Regions from separate parts of the Salmo salar genome. Here regions 1 and 2 are each linked to region 3. The links are chromatin contacts, called in public Hi-C maps. All regions are on one chromosome and are shown on one strand. Each heading gives the region's core, a stretch centred on a gene start, on an enhancer-like site or on the middle of the called end of the contact. The rest is flanking DNA. Distances are from core to core; before and after follow the strand shown. Region 1 holds the start of rxylt1 (ribitol xylosyltransferase 1). Region 2 holds the start of zgc:112052 (protein C19orf12 homolog). Region 3 holds the start of parp12a (poly (ADP-ribose) polymerase family, member 12a).

What was found. Hi-C and Micro-C count contacts between places; a contact is called where the count stands out from the background.
Region 1: a Hi-C map of gill shows a contact between it and region 3, with 6 times the contacts expected there. The contact joins the promoter of rxylt1 here to the promoter of parp12a in region 3. A contact is called at or near these places in 3 of 3 Hi-C or Micro-C datasets (blood, gill and muscle).
Region 2: a Hi-C map of gill shows a contact between it and region 3, with 2.8 times the contacts expected there. The contact joins the promoter of zgc:112052 here to the promoter of parp12a in region 3. A contact is called at or near these places in 2 of 3 Hi-C or Micro-C datasets (gill and muscle).

What each region holds. Positions count from the first base shown.
Region 1 is chrssa16:15,970,027-15,972,962 of Ssal_v3.1, reverse strand. rxylt1 (ribitol xylosyltransferase 1) reads left to right here and starts at 1,648. Exons shown (of 5, transcript NM_001173886.1): 1 at 1,648-1,904; 2 at 2,194-2,373; 3 at 2,536-2,638; 4 at 2,754-2,936. The coding sequence starts at 1,757.
Region 2 is chrssa16:15,996,427-15,999,426 of Ssal_v3.1, reverse strand. It overlaps zgc:112052 (protein C19orf12 homolog), which reads left to right and starts at 1,540. Exons shown (of 3, transcript XM_014147886.2): 1 at 1,540-1,779; 2 at 2,558-2,718. The coding sequence starts at 2,559. It overlaps LOC106573169 (unconventional prefoldin RPB5 interactor 1), which reads right to left and starts at 35. Exons shown (of 10, transcript XM_014147885.2): 1 at 1-35.
Region 3 is chrssa16:15,798,316-15,801,015 of Ssal_v3.1, reverse strand. parp12a (poly (ADP-ribose) polymerase family, member 12a) reads left to right here and starts at 1,352. Exons shown (of 12, transcript XM_014147896.2): 1 at 1,352-1,754. The coding sequence starts at 1,438.

The sequences.
Region 1 (2,936 bases), core at 399-2,898, 170 kb before region 3:
GTTATCAAATACATCAAACACATGGTTTCCATGTGGTTCTGGGAGGGGGGGCCAGTGCCCCTGTGACAACCATTTTGGACCCCCTTGTGGCCCCCTTAAATGTGGAGTATGAAATAATTTTTACATAACACATTTTTGCTATCATTCTTTTTTTACTTCCATTATTAGACAGTGGCAACGTGGAACACTAATTTAACCCACACATTTTCTAGAGGGATGGCTTTAGGTGGAACACAACAGTATCGTACCACATGCAAAACGATATGACAACAATAACGTCTAATGTAACTGGCCCGAGCTTGGCCCCCCCAGTTGAAATGGTCTAGAACCGCCACTGCGCCTTTCCAGACATTTATTATGAGCCATCCTCCAATCAGCAGCCTACACTGATGGAAACATAGTTACTGACTCAAATTAATGAAATTAGTATAAATAATTGTTTCTTTGACTGAACGAATCGAAAAGATCACAGTGAATAAAAAGAGTCGACCTTCCCATCGCTAGAAAAAGAACAGTGAGGGGTTCCCTATGTCTTAACCAGAGATACTTTTGAGGAGATGCAAAAATCCACTGGAATCGTAGTAACTTCGTCAATGGGCCGCGCGGTGCATTCTGGGACAATGAAAGCTCTCCTTTAAGGACTTAATGGGAGTCAATTGGGTGCTAGCTCAAAATAATATATTCGCATACGTCTCGTCAACAAGAAGTACAACATAACAAATATTTTCGGAGATGTGAGATAATTAATTTATCTGTAATATCATATAGCTTTGGAATCTTGACATTAAGTACTTTCGAGGAAAATAGGCAGGTTTCTCGACTCGGTTTAGCAACCGCGTGACGCTGTACGACAATGTGAACGCGATTGGTCGACAGTCTGCTGGGTGAGACGTTATACATTCACCCATTTATTGCCCAGTGGGATTCATATCTCTCCTTTCTCTAATAAATCTGCCTTAACCGCAAGAGTTTTTAAACTCAGAGGGGCAACATTGCGAGACTTCTGGGAAAGCTTGTGAAGCAGACCAGGCCGGGGTTTGAGTAGTCAATGACAGAAGTTTTATATATTTTTATTTATCGAAATCTAAAGGCACAACCTTGATTCGAGCCAATGTCTTAAGTAGTTGTACATGTTATTAGTCCAACCTGTTGAAAGTGATAAACTGCACCTTTTCATTTTCGTCAAACACTATTTTATATTGGATTGCCTTTGATTTGATGGCTTGCACATGCGCAGTTTGGCGCGTGTCGACCGTTAGACCCGATTGCGTGTTTCTGCGCATGAGTTTAGCTAGCCAACGTCGCCATGACATCGCCTACGAGCGTGATCGTGGATTTATAAAGGATAAGCAGTTTCTGTCTTTGCCTTAACTGGCAGCTCGCTCCACATTAGGTACGTCCTGGGTAACATCCGGGATTATGTTTCAGCGCGCGGTCTCAATTCTTATAACATCTTTGTAAGCAATTTGTTTTGTATTTAATTTCAAATATGCCACACGAGTCGCTTTAATTATCAAAATAAAAATCGGTTCTGTATGACGATAAAAGAAAATGCTTCACATAGATGAATTCCAAAAGGGGAATAACTTTTCTCCGGCAAATCTTATGCCAGCCTTTGAGCTGGGTCCTTGAACTGTAAACAGTCGCCTTTGATTGCTTTCTCAGTGTTTCCGAGACAACGAGCTGCACAGATATTGGTTACTTTAAAGGGGTTAACTGGTACTCGAGTGCAGAATGGTAACGTGAGAAGGAAAACATGAAAAAACATCACAGAAAAATATTCATCCTGATAGTTTTTGTCTATGTGGTGTTTTCCTTGTATGCTGCATACAATGTATTTTTTAATACGAAGGTGATCACCCGTGTCCACAGAGTGGTGAAGAAAATTACAGTCGCAACCTCAGGTAAATTAGCTAGCTAGCTACTTATCTGAGAAAATAAACTTACTGTCCATAGTTTGCGGGTCATGTCCAATGTTGTATATGATCATATACAGTTACAATCCAAAATGGTGAGCATTACAAGCATATGTGGCCACAGGGTACTTCAAATAACAGTTACGTGGTGGGTCGGCAAAACTGGGTCTGGAGTCACCACGTGAATACCCTGACAGGGTTATGGACTCGTCATGTGAAAACCACTAACTAGCTAGCTCCAGTAAGTGTTATTTTCCTGTTGTTTTGGTGATTACAGGTGGTGGTGTTGTGGCTCCTTACATTGGGGATGATGTGTGGAACCCTTGGGAGGATGAGCAGGCTAATGCGCTTTCTGCTCTGCACAAACAGAGGGATGCTTTCAGACAATACCAGGAGCGCATTGACAAGAACAGGCCCAAGAGATACAAAGTTCAAATCTGGGGGAAAGCGGCCATAGGTAATGCCTTTTTAGGGATCTTCTGTGATAAGTTGTACAATATTGCTTGGTATCTCTTTGTTGTTTGATGCTTCCTCTTACAATGTTAGGTTACATTATGGTGTGTAAAAAAAACATTCTTATGGATATTGTCCCTCTGAAGTAACTCCTCTCTTCTATCAGGACTTTACCTTTGGGAACATATTTTAGAAGGTCCCCTCAACCCCACCGACATACAAGCACAGTGGAGAGAGGGGGAGATACAGGTGGGAAAGATAGATTTCAGGTAAGGCATCACAAATGAGACTCCTATCACAATATAAGATGCATATGATCTAGCTGATGTCAGCTATTCTGACAGCCCTCCACCCCACCATCTCTCTCTCTCTGTCTATCTATAGTTTCTACACAGGTCCAGCGGTGATCCAAGGCCACGTTCCTCTGGACACAGACAGTGTGGTTCTGGTGCTGAACGGCCGGGAGCAGCAGAAGATCTCCTACGCCACCCGGTGGCTGCAGCATGTCCAGACCTTGATGCAGTTCCACGCTGTGAATCGTGTGGCTGTGGTTCTGCTGGGCAGCGA
Region 2 (3,000 bases), core at 291-2,790, 200 kb before region 3:
CATGTCTGTTTCCCGGTGTACTCTGGGTAAAATGCTCACTTTCACAACAATGTTGCAAATGAATGGAAAGGATCACAGTATGTAAGACTGTATCCAATAGGCTACATATAAACAGGATTTCCCTCTCTTGCAATGGTATTAAATTAAACATATTTATCTTTATTCCCAATCAAATGCTTTAACTACATTTTAAACCTTGAGTGTTTACCTTATATCGCAAATTATATCTCAAGTTACAGTTGTAAATTCACTAGTTACAGAGCTGACACATTTACAGAATAAAGAAACAATTCTCACTCAATATTATCCCATCAATCCAACTAGTATGATGACTGAGGTTGTAAAATTACTGTCATGATTGTCTTTTACATTCTTTGGCATAATGCAAAATCGAATAATCTATTTATAATGTTGCTCCAAGATGCACATGGTATAATTCATTGGCCGGATGATCTCATGATAGAGGACAGCAGTGTAGTTGGGAAGATTAATAGTCTGTCTCCTTTGCAGAATGATATACAGTAAATTCAAATGGCACAATCTTAGCAAGAGGGCACACAGGCTCAGAACTCAACACGGGAGATGTATCAATGAAGTCACATGTGTAAACACGCTGCCAGTTGACCACGTGGTCCACTGTGCTCAGCAGAGGCTCAGGGAAGTAGAATGAAGTTGCCCTGATCTGGGTTGTCACTAGTTACCACAGCCACAAAGTCAAAATTATGGCTAAACCCCGACTATTTCTACAATTTCTCTTCTTAAAATCTGATTTTAAACCTAACCTTAACCACACTGCTAACCTTATACCTAACCATAAATTAAGACATAAATATATATATTGATGAATTTTTAAGATATAGACATTTTTACATTTTTGCATCGTGTTCACAGTCATATCAAAGACAGTACTGTGGCCATGTCTTTGTTATTTGGGACAAGTAAGCTGATCCTAGATCTGTGTTTCAAAGACAACTTCTACCAGCAATGTGTATCAATCTAATTGATTAGAGATGTAGGCTAATTTGATGTAGTTTGACTCGTTTGATGTAGTTTGAATGTTTGAATAACCTATTATTGAAAAAAAAAAACACATATTAAATACTATCAAGCCAACACGATAAGGTTATTTTCAGACCTCTTCTCATTGGCTCACATCTCTCTGACGTAGTGGCTTTACAGGAAATGAACCAGTACCTTAAAGCAATACGACCGTGACAAGGAAGGAATTCGATTAATGCCCCGGGTACGCCGGGCTAGTGCTGATCGCATTCGTTTTGAAACTGGGCTGCCTCCTGGTGGTGAGCCGGGTAAAACGGTCAAATCAAACGGGGAAGTCCTCTGAAAACAAAAGTGACGTATGTTAAGTACGTGGATTAATGAGTTAGGATTCAGTGTTTTCACATGCAAAAGTGTTAGATCTTTATAAAAACGCATATATCGCTTTACCCACACTTCCCAAGGAAGACTATTTGTAAAGAAATTGTCAAATATATTTTATATAAAAATTAATACATGCTTTGTGTTTCTGAACGATTCATCATGTTTTGTTGACATTATGGCCAGAAGATGCTCGATGAGAGGGTGCTCCTCCCTCACCGCTTTTGCCTGGTGACGTGACGTGCCATAGACCGGTTTTCCCCGGTTCAGTCTAATGGAACTCTCTCAAGGCTCGGGAAATCAAGAATGACGCTTGAAAAAACCTCTAGTTTTGACTGGAATTGAACCTTCATATAAATATAGTAGGCAGACAATATACAAGGAATTTAGTTCATCATCAAGGTATGTTGACTATTAGTTTATATTACAATATTTGTATCTTATCGCTGCAAATTCGTTTAGCGAAACAATGTAAAACACATTCAATGTCAGAGAGTAAATTTACTTATCATCGTCACGTGATCATCTTTAACGTTCTGAAGTGATACATTGTACCTTGAATTGTAGCAAATACATTCTAGCAAATAGAATAAGCATTACTTGTATTGTGGAGTTAATACATTAAAGATATCTTCACCAAAACAAGCAGAATACTTACATTTCGATTATAGAGTATATACTGAAATAATATGACATTGATGACAATCCTTATCTATTTATTGTTGCCACATATTTCCTGCTGTTCAAAGGTCATGCATAGGGTTTTTAAAGGTAATCATATACCCATTTGATTCTTATAAAATGCAATTCAAATGCTTTATGACCTTAGTACAGCTGTCTTATCATAGCCCAAGATCAATGGCTGTATTAGTCAATGTTTGTTGTCATTTGAGTGTTTGGAAACGATTTCTAACTTATATGTTTTAAACTATCATGATAATCTCAGACTGTCAATCCTTGCATCCATAGCACTATGAATTTTAGTGTTTACATTTCCCCCGCCCCATCCCTCAGTTTACCCCAAAAGTTGGTGGGTCAGACTGTTGAACTGGCAGATTGTGGCATTAAACAGCAATAGCCTATTATGTTTTCCCCTCAGCCCATTCACTCTATGCAGCTGTCAGTGTCATTGTTGAGTTATTGTAAACGTGGGTCTAAACCCTTAACCTTTGTTCCCCAGAATGTCGCAACGAATTAACGATGTTGTGCGGCTGTGTTGCGAGTTATCTGCAAACCAACAGATAAAGACCACAGTGAAGGGATCTTCCAAAGGGGCGGTGGCAGCAGGGGGACTAGCCTTTGCAGGAGGACTGGTTGGAGGCCCCCTTGGCATCGCTGTGGGTGAGTGAGGATTATAAAAATCACGAGTTGTTTGTCTCACATCTAAATGACAATACTTACACAACTTGTCCTCTCTTATAGTAGTGCGAACCACCGCATTTAACCATGGAAAAAGGTCTGGGAATATGGCTGAATATAAACAGTGTAGTTATTCTCTCCGCAAGGCAATCAAACAAGCGAAATGCCGGTACAGGGACAAAGTGGAGTCGCAATTCAACGGCTCAAACACGAGACGTATGTGGCAGGGTCTACAGGAAATCACAGTCTACAAAAAGAAAACCA
Region 3 (2,700 bases), core at 103-2,602:
CATACTTCCAAAGTTGTGGCAAAATGGCTTAAGGACAACAAAGTCACGGTTTTGGAGTGGCCATCACAAAGCCTTGACCTCAATCCTATAGAAAATTTGTGCGTAGAACTGAAAAAGTGTGTGTGAGCAAGGAGGCCTACAAACATGACTCAGTTACACCAGCTCTGTCAGGAGGAATTGGCCAAAATTCACCCAACTTATTGTGGGAAGCTTGTGGAAGGCTACCTGAAACATTTGACACAAGTTAAACAATTTAAAGGCAATGCTACCAAACACTAATTGAGTGTATGTGAACTTCTGACCCACTGGGAATGTGATTAAAGTAATAAAACTGAAATAAATCCTTCTCTCTACTATTATTCTGACATTTCACATTGTTAAAATAAAGTGGTGATCCTAACTGGGAATTTTTACTAGGATTAAATGTTAGGAATTGTGAAACTGAGTTTAAATGTATTTGCATAAGGTGTATGTAAACTTCCGACTTCAACTGTATAAGACCTAAGCTGATATGTTTGAAAGTCCATAAGAATAAACCGCACCATTCAATGCACGCAAATTAAGGGGTTACATATAGTAAATGCCATTATGAGTTCCTTATTCTCTAGCGGCTAGCCCATATTTAAGTCTGACGTAGAGTTAGTGCTGCTGCATATAGTGCCTTCAGAAAGTATTCATGCCCCTTGACTTATTTCACATTTTGCTGTATTACAGCCTGAATTCAAAATGGATTAAATATTTTAAAAAATTCCACCACCTACACACGATACCCCATATTGACAAAGTGAAAACATGTTTTTACAAATGTTTAGTAATTTATTAGAAATGTCTCATTTACATAAGTATTCACACCCCTGAGTCAATACTTTGTAGAAGCAGCTTGACACGTAACAAAAGTTGTCTGCGGAGTTCTGTTGTTCATTGCTATACTGTAATGCCATCGTGTGACCATTAGGTATTATTACATGACTTTATGTATTTCATGTTTTACATAACACAGTGGAATAAAAAGCAGAGGTTATGCAAAATCCTATGTTAGTCATATAAACAGAGGACCTGGTGGTGTGAATTTTCAACAACTACCAAATAGTCCATGTTGAAAGCAGAGGTTTAAAGTGTCGTCCCTAGGACCTGGTCACTAGCTTCCACAGCCACAGTCATAAACCCCGCCTATTGCTACTTTAAATGTTAAACCTAACCTTAACCTCACTGCTAACCTTGTGCCTAACCAAAACGACAAAATTATATTTTTTTCATGAATTTTTACAATATTATAGAACATTTTGACGTTATGGCTGTGAAATCTAGTGGAAACCGGTTTAAAGGGCACGACTCGAACTTTGACTTTCAGTTTCGTTTCTCCGTAAGTGTGACTGACGACCAATTGCAAATTGGGTGAGGATCATAAAATCTCTTTTTCCCTGCTACCGAAACACGATGTCGTCTATCGTGTCTCAATATGTAACAAAAATTCTGTGTGGAAATCAAGGATGCTTGGACTTCAAGCGGCTTGACCAGATAGTTGGTCAAAAGTTCACTGTTGCGGATGATGTCCTACTTGGAATACTTTGTGACAGAGAAAAATATGCCATCAGTAAAGGCGAAGGAAAGGCCTCGCGTCTCGCTATGAGCCAGAACAGTGTTATTGTTGCAAAGACTTCACTGCGAGTCTGTCAAAGCCCTCCTGGCGAGTGTCTTCATTGCGAGAACTTACACCTGTGCAGATACTTTGTATGCGGTAACTGCAGGTTCGGGTAGGTGTCATGTTCTGTGAGACTATATAAACAATTTGTTTTATCTCATAGTGGAACTGCAGATGTTTCATATAGGTAAATACTCTGAGGTAAAATTAGTTTTATACTGGATATTCTGTTCTCTCATCAATAGCTATTGAACCAGGCATGCTATGGCTATACAAATGGTATATTCTGAATCGGGTGAATGGAGAACAATCCGCTACTTTTATTTTTAATAACAAAAATTGAATTAAAATCTTGAATAGTTCTTAAACAAATCATGTCATGACTATGAAAAAAATATTCTGAATCAAGGGAAGATGGAGAACAATCCATGTATTTTTTTATTTGAAATGTAGATTGAAATCCATCAAAATCTTCAATAGCTCTTAGATTTTAAATCTTCTATAGCTCTTAAACAAAGCGTGCTGTGACTATGAAAATGATGTATTCTGAATCAAGGGAGATGGAGGATGGAGCCCCCCCCAATGGAATTGTTTTTTCGCCATCTTCCCATGATCCAGAATATGTAATTTTCATAGTCACGGCACACTTTGTTTAAGAGCTATTGAAGATTGAAATCCAGAAAAATAAAATCTACATTTCAACAACAAAAAAGGTGTGGATTTTTCTCCATCTTCCCTTGATTCAGAATATATCATTTTCATAGTCACGGCACGATTTGTTTAAGAGCTATTGACAGAGAGAGCTGAATATCCAATATAAAAAAACATTTTACCTAAATGGTAAACCGAATTTAGTATAATCTGTTGATAATTCGGGTGTAGAATCTGATATTGTTACACTTTGACCACAAACACACCTGTTGTAACTGGCCCTGTGACTCATTCATTTGGTATCTCATACAATGAGTATCAGATTCATAAGCTGTGAATAGATATAGTAGCTAACAACAACATATTTTTGCTGAGGAGCCAACAGCATTTGTTGACCTGACTAATGC